3 separate regions of the Mus musculus genome follow, and all the other regions are linked to region 2. A link is a contact called in public Hi-C and promoter capture Hi-C data. All regions are on one chromosome and are shown on one strand. The core of a region is the stretch at or near the end of the contact, and the rest is flanking DNA. Distances in the headings are between cores, read along the strand shown. Region 1 holds the start of Fbxo28 (F-box protein 28). Region 2 overlaps Trp53bp2 (transformation related protein 53 binding protein 2). Region 3 has its middle 28 kb from the start of Fbxo28.

Region 1 (4,195 bases), core at 244-2,743, 120 kb after region 2:
GAGGAGACACAGCATGAAGTGGCAAGCATGGCGGGAGGAGCTGGAAGCTGAGAGACCACATCTTCACCCTCCAGCACAAACCACCAGAGAGCAAACTGGAAGTTGAGTGGGACTATAAGCAATCACTGTCTACTAGTGACACGCCTCCTTCAGCTAGGCCCCACCTCCCAAAGAAACCCCAAAGCGCAAGGCCAACTCAGAACTGAGTGTTCAAATATCTGAACTTGTAGGAAACAATCTTACCCAAACCACCACCAAGTCCAACCTGACTTTGTTTACTTCAGATGCAGAGTGTGTATTTTTATGCATGAAATAATACTACATTATGCTGGGTCACCTATGGGGCGTCCTAGTAAGAGGCACGTGATGATCTTTCCTCCCACAACTTGTGGTGGTACTCCTAATCATGTGATTATAAGCCTGTTCCCTGAATTTCTGTATCATACCTTTCTTATTTTGTGATTAATGCATTACATGAGAAGTGGGTTATTTTGAGACTACGTGCTACACCTTACCACAGGCTTGTCTTCTGGTTTTAGCATCTTTTCATTGGTTCTCACCTAAATTGATTCACAGAGAATAAAAGTCTTTTTTTTTTTTTTTTTTTTAAGCACACAATTCAGGTACTGGAGAGATGGCTTAGAGGTTAAGAGCACTGGCTATTCCTCCAGTGAGAAACAATGCACCCATTAACTGTCTGTTGTCTTCCACACTTCCCTTATTCCCAACTTCCACCAACCACGAATCCACTCTGTTTCAGTTAAGCAGTTGTAAACCAGCCAGTTGTTGGTGCTGGAAACCAAAGGCCAGTGTTGGTGCTGGAAACCAAAGGCCAGTGTTAGTGCTGGAAACCAAACTCGGGTCTTCTGGAAGTGCACCAAGTGTTGTAAGCTCGCTTGTGCTCTCTCTCTCTCTCTCTCTCTCTCGCCCCTGACTCTATGGACCTGCCTACATAGGGCATTTCACATAAAAGTAGTCGTATGGTGTGTGACTCTGTGTTTTTATTTCATTAATGTGCTTTCAGGGTTTACCTGTTGTCTTGTAGTTTTAAACTAGCGGTGTTTTATTCCTTTTTATATGCTGCAATTATCACTGTGACTCTTGGGAGATGCTGATCTAAATACAAATTTCCGTCTAAACTTATGAAGGTGATATGGTTTTTATCATCCTTTGGCGAGTTGCTTTTAAAGAAAACTGCTCCATTGTCGTTCCTTTTATCAGATGAAAGGGACTATGACGACCGCCTTTCTTAGGGTTTGCGGAATCCTTGCTCGTTTCCACTCTAACAAGGCAGTCTCCGATTTTAAAGAGCTACAACGACCACCTCTCTTGAAGTGTGCACTATCTTCCCTCCTTTCCGATGGACGCACCGAAAGCTCGCCTCTCTTTCCAGCTGTCATCCCACGAGCTCCTCCCTCTCCTTAAGCTCCCCCCCCCCCAGGAGGAGGAAGTGACGCACAGGAAGTGTCCCGATCCCCTTACATTGGAGGAAGGAATCAAACTCCCAAGATGGCGGCGGCGTCTGAGGAGCGGATGGCTGAGGAAGGAGGCGGCGGCCACGGCGACGGCGGCTCCTGTTCGGCTGCCGGCTCCGCTCAGCGACAGCCCCCGGCGCCCCCGTCGCAGGCCCCGCCGCCCGGGTCCCAGGCACCCGCCGCGCCCGCGCTGGCACCGGACCACCTGCCCCAAAACAACACACTGGTGGCGCTGCCCATCGTAGCCATCGAGAACATCCTCAGCTTTATGTCCTACGACGAAATTAGCCAGCTCCGCCTGGTGAGGGCCGAGGCCTGGGGAGGACCGGCGAGGGCGGCGCGTTCCTGGGGAGGGAGCCCCGCCGGCTCGGGACACGGAGCGCGCGCGTCCCCGGCAGCCGGGAAGTGGCGCTGGCGACGGCCGGCGGGGTGCTTGCTGCTGCCGCGCTGGCATCGCGACCGCCGGGCGGGCGAGGCTCCGCTCTGCGCCTCGCCCCGCCCCGAGGGTCTCCTCGCCCCTAGCCCGGGACGCGCCCGCCTGCGAGAAGTAACGGAGCGGGGCTTGGTGCCCTCCGCCCGGCTGGACCGGCGACAGGGACTCCCGAAGGGGCAGGCGCCTGCCTCGACTGCCCGCTCGGGCTCTGGAGTTCACTCCCAAGTGGGCAGAGGATCCCAGCCAGGCTTGGGTTGTGTTGCAAGAATAGTGTGTATTGTCCCTCCAACCCAGGCTTTCTGCTTGAAAAGGATGAAGGGGGTTTGGCTGTCCCCCCCCCACCCCCCCCCGCTCCCCCTTGAGCCCCAGTTGCGGTTCTAAGATTGCAGTTGTGTTGTGCGTTTAAAACCCCAGAGCCTTAGTTGCTCACTAAAGTAGAGCCCTGGGAGATGATGACCTGACTGGCTTTGCCTCCCTGACACTCCTTACTATAGCGAAGCAACTTGTCCCCTTGTCAAGCTATTACCCCCTCCCGCTTGTTTGCTTTTTTTTTTCAAATGTGCTTCAAGCCCACCCTCCTGCAGTCGGAGTGGTTTACTTATTATACCCTAAAAATAACACATTGTCCTAGCCAAAATTTAAAAAGAAAAAAAATTGCCATTGGAATTTTACTACATCCCTGAGGTTTGACCGAAGATTTGATGAATTACTTGGTTCAGGAAGATATCTCACTTCCTACCGGGGTATTTCCCCTTAGGTGGTTAGGAAATTGGAGGAGGTGGACATTTTGAAGTGGTTGTGAGCTGGTTTGATGTAGTCACTTAAATGTGCTCGGGATTGTTGATAAAAGGACAAAGACATCTTTCTGAATGTGCTGTGTGTGGCGGTTACTTATTCATCGCTATGCCATATTTTAGCCCTATTCTTCCATCTCTAAATTGACCAGTATTGTGTTTCAAAGGAAATCATCTTTAAAAACAGCTTGCAGTCATTCATTCAAACTCCGGGGCAGGTTTTGTGTGTGTTTCCCCACACTCTGTGGAATGGAAAATTTCTTCTGTTTAGAGTAGGTATTTCAGAATACAGTTGTCCTAGATTTTCAAAGCATCATCCTAGGATTTCGTGTAGAGTGGTAAATATTTCCTTTATATTTTATAAAGCTTGGTACTTGACCAAAATGTATGCTGTATATACAATTGCGTTTGGCAATTGGGCATAACATTTGATTGAATTCAGCCAGCCAGCCAGACAATGGCTTTGAAAAGCTTGGAATGTTCACAGGTTTTTTGTTGTTGTTGTTAAGTGTTGAGAAAAACGGGGTTTTATTGGTTTGTTGGTCGTTTTTCCTTCTTTTCATTCATTGTTGTTTTGTTTTGTGTGTTACTGTTTGGCCACCAATCTGGAGTTCAGCCTTGATTCTACTAGATAAATGCTCTGTCAGCTTTAACTCTCATTTTTCCTTTTCTTTAAACAAACAAACAAACAAAAGTGTGAAGAGGAGAAAATAGACTGCTTGGAGACCTGAGGTGAAATGGGCCTCACAATTATTAATAATCATCATCTCTTTCATGTGAAATGTATAGCTGCATATTGTATCCTAAGCCTTTTCCTGGCTTGATTTGTAATTGAAAGCATTTTTCTTAAGGAGTCCCTATGGCACCCCTCCCTCCCCGCTCCCAGCCAGGTTTATACAAACCAGCGTGGTTTTAGAAACAGAAGGCGAGGTCCTTTCTTAATCTGATGTCACTGGGTTTTTATGGAAATTAAGGTTTTAGATTCATTGGTTTCAGAAAATACAATTCAGGTGACATACAGATGTACTTTCTTGTCACTAGGTGTCAGCATTAATTTAATTACGCTCTTTTTTGTGAAATAATAGAAAAGAGACATTGCCTCATTAGGCTCTTTGTACAGATCTTTTTAATTGAAGTGGTTATTTTTACCTAAATCATTTGCCAAAAATTCAAGAGACTTAAGTGTGTGTTGGCATCTGCTGTATGTATTACCTAAGTTCTTTTTAATTGTGTTTTCTTGAGTAAGCCCTAAGACTGGCCAAGTGCGGGAGGGAGCAGTGCTGAGAGCGAGCACAACTGGCTTCCATTCAGCTGCATGCTGACCCGTGGGCTAGTTGACAGACACACTGTTGAGATGGCATTTTGCTTGTTCTCTTCCTTCCAGTTTTCTTTCTTGCCTCATCCTGAGAGACCTCATGTTTCCCTATTCCTAACACCTAACTTACAGGGCAGGTATATAACCCAAGTACTTAATATTAATAGTCTATACTTTT
Region 2 (4,201 bases), core at 118-2,617:
AGATGGCTCAGTGGTTAAGAGCACCAACTGCTCTATAGAAGACCAGAGTTCAGATCCCTTCACAGACATCAGGTAGTTCACCAACCATTTTAACCCCAGCTCCAAGGTATCCCACATTCACTTCCAGCCTCCATGAGGAAACAGGTACATAGCACACACACCCTCACCCCAGTCTCTTAAAAGCACAGTACTCTAGCCATTCAGCCTTGTAAACTGCAGAGATGCATATCTGTAATTAAGAACCACTTCTCAATCACACGACTGTCAGGAAGTTTTCCCACAGTGCCCGACTGTTGGATCAAGCAGTTCACTATTTCTCAGCTGTGCAGTAGGTAGCCCAATGGCTTATGCCCCATAACCAAAGCTGTGTATAACATTAAAAGGAAAACCAGGAAATAGCTTGGAGTCATAAAGTTTAATTTTATTACAATCATTTTTAAAACCAGCTATGATCTTGACAAATACAGGTAAATCTATAACAAATCTCTAATTTCCAAGATACAAAAAGACAATAAATATAGATTCAAATTCAATCTAAAAACAAGATTCTAAATCTACTTTAGATTAGGTAGTGTAGTTTAATTTCAGTATTTCAAATATACGCATAATTCTTAAATGCTACAATAACTCATACAATAGTTACTGCTCACTGACAAGCAGCTAACAGTTCTTCACTGATAACACACAAGTGTACAGCACCCGCCGGGGATCCCAAAGCCTGCTGGTGCTCAGGGGCAGTTGGAGATGGTGCCAGATGGCACAGGTCCTTTCTGGCAGGTCAGCGGAATGGGAACAGTGCCAAAATCACCCTACACAGGACAAGAAACTGATTTTCCCACAGTCCAGCAAATGGTCCCATTTCTTGACAAAGCCAGATGGCTGCCTCCTATGCTGCGCCGCCATGAGCATTCTGCCAGCCAGGGTGGTGCGGGCTCAGCAGCAATGCCTCTGCTCACGCCGAGTCCTTCGGTCCTTCATTTTCTTCCACGGCACATTCTTCATTGCTTCTGAGCTATACTGTCATTAAAGTAAGCCTTCTGATTTTTTTTTCCTGGATAATCATAGTATTTCTTCTAGCTCATTAATTCTTCATTAACTCAAGTTTCAGGCCAAGCTCCTTTGTCTTGGTTTAATTCTTGGGTATAGCTGCAAGAGAATTTTAAAAAAAGATTTACATGTGGCATATGTATGGAAGTTTTACAATATTTCAATAAGTACAGGAAGAGGGGCAAGGAAGCTGACACAGGAAACCAACTCGGGAAGGCACTGAGCTGTGGAAGCAGGAAGTGAATCTGCACTGATCACATCGAGGGCCCAGCAGCTGGAACAGCACCACAGAGCCGTGACACAGACTCCAGGCACGAACTCAACTTGCAGTTTGCTCAACCACACTGCAGCCCAGGGAAGCCAAACGCTGAAGACTACTTGTAAATTGCTGTGTGCTCCAGAATCTGGAAACCCATCATGACGGGCAAAAGTCGTTGTTTGTTTTTTTTTTTTAAGGCAGGGTCTTTCAAGGTAGCCCAGGTTAGCCTTACAATCCTCTTGCCTCACACTCCTAAGTACTGGAACCACATATGTAAGCCACACTTTTTCAACCTTATTTACAGGACATGGCACTGTGGGTGGAACCTGAGCCTATCAGGACAAATGCCTGAATCAGTGGACTTCGGAAGACATGAAATGCTTTGGGATTCTGCTGGCCTGTGCTTTCCCTAACAAGAGCGAGGGGAGGCTATGTGAGGGCTGCAGGGCTCTGTCTGGAGGCCCAGAGCAAGTCAAACTAGAATTTCACCATCAAGCTAAACAAACCCTCCCCTTCGTCTCCTAGGGACAAGAAAACAAAAGAGGTGGTGTGTTTATTTAAGAGTCAGTTTCAGCTGAGAAAAGACATTTGTCAAAGCCCTTTGCAGATTCCAGGCTGAGCCTGTCTAAATATTCCACATTGTGAAATTTCCTTTATTTTTTAATACTCAGAAGATACTAAAACATGACACATACAGCACACGTTTATAGAAGAGAGCACCAGGGAACTAGGAGTTCTAAGTTTAGGACTAAAATTACAACCTTTATCCCTGTCTGTTAATTTCAAAACCTTCTGAGAGCGCAACCCTGTCTCTGACTGACTGCTTCCCCCTCAGAATAATCCTCCATCTCATTAACCATTCTCTTCACTAGAAAATTCAACTTAATAGCAGTCTGTTGTACACCATAGGAATTAATAGTTAAAACCATACATACTAATTGAAAACTCGCTAACAGATTTTATTTCCATCACAGAATTAAAGGTCCGCTTTGTCAGGTTACACAGGTTACTAGCTTGACTGAGCCATTTTATAAATCAGCCATTATTGTAAACTCGGGTTAGGGTGGCAAGGAAGGAGCAGGCGGGATGTTCAGCAGCTGACGCTGCCTGCCAGGCGTCTTCAGTGGATCGCAATCTCAACTCCCAAAAATGTCTTCTGACTTCACACAATTACTGTGGCACATGAAAACTCTCCCCCCGCCCCCTCTGTTTTAAAAATGATTAAAAAGTCATGCTTCATACCACAAATATGTCCAATTAGTTAATAATTCCCAACAAATGAGGTAGGTCGGTGAGACATACCTGTAAACCTAGCACTTGGAAGGCAGGAGGGTTCAGTCTGAGGCTAGCCTCGGCTACATGGCCAAGCCCTGTCTCATCCCACTCACAGACATGGGGGAGGGGAGAAGAGGAACTCATCTGAGCAGCTCCTGAGAGATCAGAGCATTAGGAGGCTGGAGAGATGGCTCAGCAGTTATTTTACAATAAATGCTGCTCTCAGAAAACAGCAGTTAAGGTGCAGCAAATGCCTTTTAACAGACATGTGACAGACAAGCACAGGAAGGGGGTCACTGTCACAAGCCAGAATGCCAGGTCCCAGGGCCAGGCTCCTTGAAACACTCAAGCAGAAGAACCTTAGCAGAGAGAGCCCTGCTCCTGGTGTGATGCTGGGGACATCTCCCACAGGCTTCTAGCTAAAGCTATAGGACAGACCTTGTCTAACTGACGCTTGATAAAAACCTACCAATGTCTTATATGCACTGTCTGCACACCAAGCTCAGAGGCAGGCTTCTTCAGTCTGCACCAACACCTGCTTACACAGACCAGAAATGTTCTGAATGAACGGCGGCAATGTGGAAGCCAGGGCCCGTGACCTCCGTGACCCATGTGTCCATCACCGTCTCTCCTGCCCTTTAGCATGTTTCATGTTCCTCACCACCAGCAGATCCACAAGCACTCCAAGCCTGATCTCAATCCGCCTGCACTCTCTCTCTAATTCTCTCACTCACTCCGAGAGTCTTTGTTGTGTGCAGGCTGCAGACAGGAATATCCAAGCCCATGGAGGACCTTGTTTTTGATCTTCCTACTTCCATCTCCCAAGTGCTGGGAACATGGGCATGACCTACATGGCACCTGGGTTAAACCTATAAAAGAGCCTAAGGCACAAATTTGGAATATATTATCCTGAGCTTAAACTATTAATACACTCAAAGTATAATCAAGTGCACTGTAGATATACCTGTGAGTCTAAATTAAGGGCATCATAAATTTAAGCCTTGTGTTTTAAAAAAGATTTTATGTGTATGAGTGCTTTGTCAGCATGTATGTATGTATGTATGTATGCCATGTATGTGCAGTGAGCAGGCATTAGGTCCCCTAAAATTGGAGTTTCTAGACAATTGAGAACAGCCATGGAGACACCGGGAACTGAACCTGAGTCTTCTTCAAGAGCAGCAAGTGCTCCTAAGTGCTGAGCCCTGTATCACGTCTTATAACAAAGGCAGTAAACTGCACTGACTCTACACAGCAGTTCATATATGAAACACGTCAGCATTGGAGTGACTTACTCCTAGCAAGTTGCGTGGAACATATCCTTCCTTATCGTTAAGGCGCGCCCACCACCACTCGATCTCCTCTTCATCTTCTCTGCGGATGACGGTCATGCAATCTCCTTCTTTCATGAGCAGCTCATCGTCATGCTGCGGCTCGTAATCCCACAGTGCATAAATGACGCCTTTGTTCATTATGCCCATCTTCTCCTGAACGCCTACAAAAGACAGAAGAAAGACCACGTGGGCTTCGCCGCTCAGATTACACCACTCACAAGAACTTTAAACTCTGTGAAACCAACGGGGAAAGGATCCTCATTAGAATGTCAGAACTACAGCAGGAAGC
Region 3 (4,187 bases), core at 314-2,813, 92 kb after region 2:
GGAACTTAGGAAAAAGGTTGAGGAAATGAGCGGTGAGTTCCAGTTTGACGTAGGTTTGGATAACGAACAGAGGAGGCTGGTATCTCTCTTGCAGCCGCCCAGCAGATGCTGAGTAGAGTCACTAAGATGACGGGGGACGGCTGCCATGCTTGGTTTATGAGAGCATGCTAGACACATCTGAGGCCAGCACCCACGGAGCCTGTCTGATGTTCTGAGTAGTAAGTTATGACGCTAACAACAAACACAGGGCGGGGCTTCTTTAGGGCCGATATAATGTGCTGGGCAGACTCGAACTCAGACAAAGAGATTAGTGAACCTTGACGCATACAGTGCAAAATGGGAGTGGCTGAAAAAGCCCACTGATGAGGACATGAGACAGAACCAGTGTGCCAGGTGTGGCGGCTCAGACCTATAATCCCAGTACCTGGGTGGCTGAGGCAGGAGCATTGCAGCATGTTTAAGTCCAGCCTGAGTTACAAAAATCAAAGCAAAGAAAGAGGAAGGAGAGAGGACACCGAGTGCCTTCTGCCAGAACTCACGGTGACAACTAATTGTGAGTGTGTTGTCGCTGTTCAGGTGGCCCCGACATGCCACACACACACATGCCACACACACACACACACACACACACACACACACCCCAGCAGGTTCCTGAGGGCTGGGTGAGAAAAGAAGCTGCATCCTGAGCAAATTGCTGAACCCCTCCCCACCCCCACGCAGGCAGCAGATAAAGGATTCCTCCACAGTCTTTCAGGACTTCCAATCCTCCCTGGCCTCTGCCAGAAGATAGTTTTTCTTCAGTCCTCAAGGAGCAGCAGCAAGTCTATACTGGAGTAGGCATGCTCAGACCTTCCTGGCTTCATGAGTTCAGTTCCTGCTCCCCTTGTTATGAACTGCACGAGGCACACAGTAATATAAGTTCAGATCAGTCTGGGACAGCACAGGAGATGCTGGCTTTGAAAATGTCCCTGGTGGCTTGGGAACCTGCTGTATTTTCATTCATGTATTCATCCATCCATCCATCCATCCATCCATCCACCCATCCGTCTGTCCATCTATCCATCCATCTATCCTCCCACACTCACCTCTATCAAATGCAGAGCTAGGCAAGTGCTCTAGCTACCACCAAGGTACATCCCAGCTTATGCAAAACTGTCTACTAGCCTTTTCCCTAGAGAAAATGTTGGGTATAATTCATACAGCTACACATGGTACAGACCCCTTCTGACATCACCATTACATCATCTTGAAGTACGAACCAAAGAGACGCAGTCAGTTTTAGAGGAGTTTTCTTGTTTGTTTGTTTTTACCTAATGTCTTTTGAATTCAGGTATGAACCTCCTGCAATTGCCTGTGTCAGGCCCTATAGCTCGCCACCAGCTTCACAGGTCAGATTCTGAGCATGTGGATTAAAGGAAAGGCTGTGGGTGCTCCGGGAACTCTTCTCTGCCCACAAAAACCACAACCTGGATACATCTTTACCGGGAGAGGAAATATCAGCTTTTTCTGAAAAGCAGCATGACCTAATAGAGAGCTCTCTGCCTCCAGCTTCCTCTGTAATTGCCAAACACAGCCTTCCACGTCTCCTAGAATTGGCTTTAGAACTGCATGACCAGCTGGCACAGAGATGCATACCTGCAAGCCCAGCTTTGGAGGCAGGAGGATTGCTTGACCCAGGGTTTGAGGCCAGCCTGAACAACAAATTGATCCCCTACTTCCCAATAGTGTACTTCTGATCTGAAGATGAGGCCAACAGAAAGTGTGACTGGTGTGTTTTCCTGCGGAATACATAAAACCACAAGGGCTCTCGGGGTCACTGCTGTTTCTCAATTCTTCCTAGAAGGAAGTAGGACGAGCATACCAGAAACCCGATTTCTAAGTGCTTGCCTATGGCACTGGCTTGGTAGGACTTCTTCTACAGGCATCTCCAAGAAAAGCAGTTCAGGGGTTAGAGGTACAGCTCAGTAGAAGAGCATTTGTCTAAGATGCAGAAAGCCCTGTGTCCAATCTCCAATAACGGAGACCGCGTGAGAGAGAGGCAGACAGACAAACAGAGAGACAGACAGACAAAGACAGAGATTTTAAAAGTCAATTTCTGAGCTAGTTCAGACTCTAAGAGAGGCTGTGACTCAGAAGAGTGAAGTTAAATACCCTTTTAAAAATTTTCCCAACCATGCTTTTAGACGGGTCCCTTACCTATTTCCTCCTTTCTCATTTCAGAGACATCCGGGAAGACTCCGGGGATACGGTTATTATACTCAAGCCCTGCCAAGAAACAATTGTAAGAAAAGGAGCTATTTTGACTGGGTCAAGAGGAATAATTATGCTGCCTAAAAATACACCGAGTCTGAGGGAAGAAAATGAGAAGCTTTATGAAGAAGGTGAGCAGCACTTCCTCTCTGGCCACCTTTCAGCGCTGTGTGGTTTACTCTAATAGCAGCCTGTCGTTTCAAGCCAGATGATTCAGTGGCCAGGCCACAGCTCACAGAGCATTTCATCTGCGGACATCCGTCCTGCCTGTGAAGAAATGGGCATTTAGTCATGCAAAGGAAAACGATACCCTCCTGACCAGTGTCCAGCCAGAAGACACTGGTCGTCTGCTTTTACTTGCAAGCAGATGAAAGGGAGCCGGTGGGGCTGGACCTGGTCATTAGAGAGCCTGGCTTCTTTCTGATGGTCCAACAGGACAGGTTGTTTCAACTTTTACACATCAAGACCTGAAACTGAAGCGTGAGAATCTACTATCGTAACTGCCCTCTTCCTATGCCTCCACTGAACTGCCTTCCCCGCAGGAGTGTAAGGGGATGGATGAACTGGTGTTTGGGGCAGGAGAATCGTGAATTATGAGGTCACCACACTGCATTTTCCTGCTTAATTGAGAGGAAGTGCAGCATTCTTTCAGACCTATTTTCTGACTAAGTCAGCAGACCCCACCTAGAATCTGACCTCTTCTCTGAACAGATAACCACAGAGTCAAATGATTTCCAGACTCATAGCCATGTGCTGCTAGATGTCTGGACCTGGCTGCTTGGATCAGAACTTTTTGCCTGTGGCTTCTCTACAATACCTGGCTCAGTCTCAAGCTCCAGCAGCAGCGCATGCCTGGACCTTTGCTGTGCACGTACACGGCTCGCCTTCTGCTCAATTATTACCTTCACTTTTAGACTCCTGGATCAGGCCAGTCCTTACAATGTGGAGACAATGGAGACATTGTCAGTTTGAAAGAGCCAGACCCAGAGTTCATGATTAAAGAGGAGAGACAGCCCAAGGTTCAGTGAGCATGCTTACCAAGGACGTAAGGCTTCCTGTAAGCCTTACATGTCCTCATTACATATGTGCGCTTCATCAATTGTAGGTGCCATTTGGACTCTAAAAGGTGATCATCTCAGGACTTACATGTAGAGCACATTCCTTAAAAAAGTGTGCTTACTCCCAAGGCAGGATTATATAGTTACCTGTTGCTGTGCCAACAGTACCACGTAAGCCACAAGGACAATAAGCTCACTGTTCCTCTAAGACCCGAGTGCTTAGAAGCTACAAGAAGGGCATAAATTCTAGGAAACACCCAGAATGCGCAATTGCATGCGTCTCCATGGTCTGTGTTCTGGTTCTAGGTGTTCAAATGTGTTAGGTGTCTGAGATAAGAAGGGCATTTTGGACAATAAAAAGTTACCAGTATGGACCAAAAGGAATGTTCCACTGGGATCAGAAGGTTTGGTTGGAGGACTTCCCTGGGCACTGATTGGATGGCTTCTGATTTCTCTCTAAAATGAGGGAAAGTGCTTCTAGATCCTACTCAGAGCCAGAAAATAGCTTAGAAGTTACTTCATTCAACCACTAACCTTCCAGGGACAGGGGGAGCTTTCTAGTTACCAACCCATACCCTTTCCAGATGGATCGTAGTAGGAGAAAGGTTTTTGAGTTTTCAGCAGACACCCTCTCCTCTCTGCACTATCCAAATTCTAGCCTTTCACATGGCATCACCCAAACTCACTCCTTCAACCCAGGTGACTTTCTGTGTTCTCCTCCTGTAGTGTGTGTCATAACCCAGGTCCGACATTCCTCATCTGATGTTTTCAGCCTCTTCTCTGCCCGTTCACTCTTTTCCATTTCTGTCATAAGCTCTCATCATTCGCGACAAAGAGCAGGGCAGAGGAGGCCACAGAGTTCACTGACAAACACCAAGA

What was found. Promoter capture Hi-C pulls out the DNA fragments that hold promoters and counts their contacts. Hi-C and Micro-C count contacts between places; a contact is called where the count stands out from the background.
Region 1: a contact with region 2 is called in a promoter capture Hi-C map of 3T3-L1-derived adipocytes, with 3 times the contacts expected there. The contact joins the promoter of Fbxo28 here to the enhancer-like site in region 2. A contact is called at or near these places in 9 of 39 promoter capture datasets (the 3T3-L1 cell line, 3T3-L1-derived adipocytes, the C10 cell line and 4 more), 3 of 484 Hi-C or Micro-C datasets (cortical neurons and nephron progenitors), 2 of 115 datasets of contacts at active chromatin or transcription factors (the SCID.adh cell line and embryonic stem cells) and 3 of 9 other capture datasets (adipose tissue, liver and pancreatic islet).
Region 3: a contact with region 2 is called in a Hi-C map of uterus, with 2.8 times the contacts expected there. The contact joins two enhancer-like sites. A contact is called at or near these places in 1 of 15 datasets of contacts at CTCF or cohesin (pro-B cells), 31 of 484 Hi-C or Micro-C datasets (3T3-L1-derived adipocytes, B cells, the G1E-ER4 cell line and 22 more), 1 of 115 datasets of contacts at active chromatin or transcription factors (neural progenitor cells) and 2 of 9 other capture datasets (liver and pancreatic islet).

The regions. Positions count from the first base shown.
Region 1 is chr1:182,338,904-182,343,098 of GRCm38.p6, reverse strand. Fbxo28 (F-box protein 28) reads left to right here and starts at 1,493. Exons shown (of 5, transcript NM_175127.2): 1 at 1,493-1,776. The coding sequence starts at 1,510.
Region 2 is chr1:182,458,632-182,462,832 of GRCm38.p6, reverse strand. Trp53bp2 (transformation related protein 53 binding protein 2) reads right to left here. Exons shown (of 18, transcript NM_173378.2): 17 at 3,874-4,073; 18 at 397-1,146. The coding sequence ends at 1,105. Among named protein-coding and RNA genes, the nearest start is that of Trp53bp2, 52 kb to the right of the region's middle. Within about 2 kb of position 1,367, at least 85 of the 459 cell types and tissues checked have an H3K27ac peak or open chromatin away from gene starts, as enhancers often do. A contact at or near this core is called in 3T3-L1-derived adipocytes, the HL-1 cell line, adipose tissue and 4 more, where this site is marked.
Region 3 is chr1:182,367,262-182,371,448 of GRCm38.p6, reverse strand. No RefSeq gene overlaps it. Among named protein-coding and RNA genes, the nearest start is that of Fbxo28, 28 kb to the right of the region's middle. Within about 2 kb of position 1,563, at least 88 of the 459 cell types and tissues checked have an H3K27ac peak or open chromatin away from gene starts, as enhancers often do. A contact at or near this core is called in the HL-1 cell line and uterus, where this site is marked.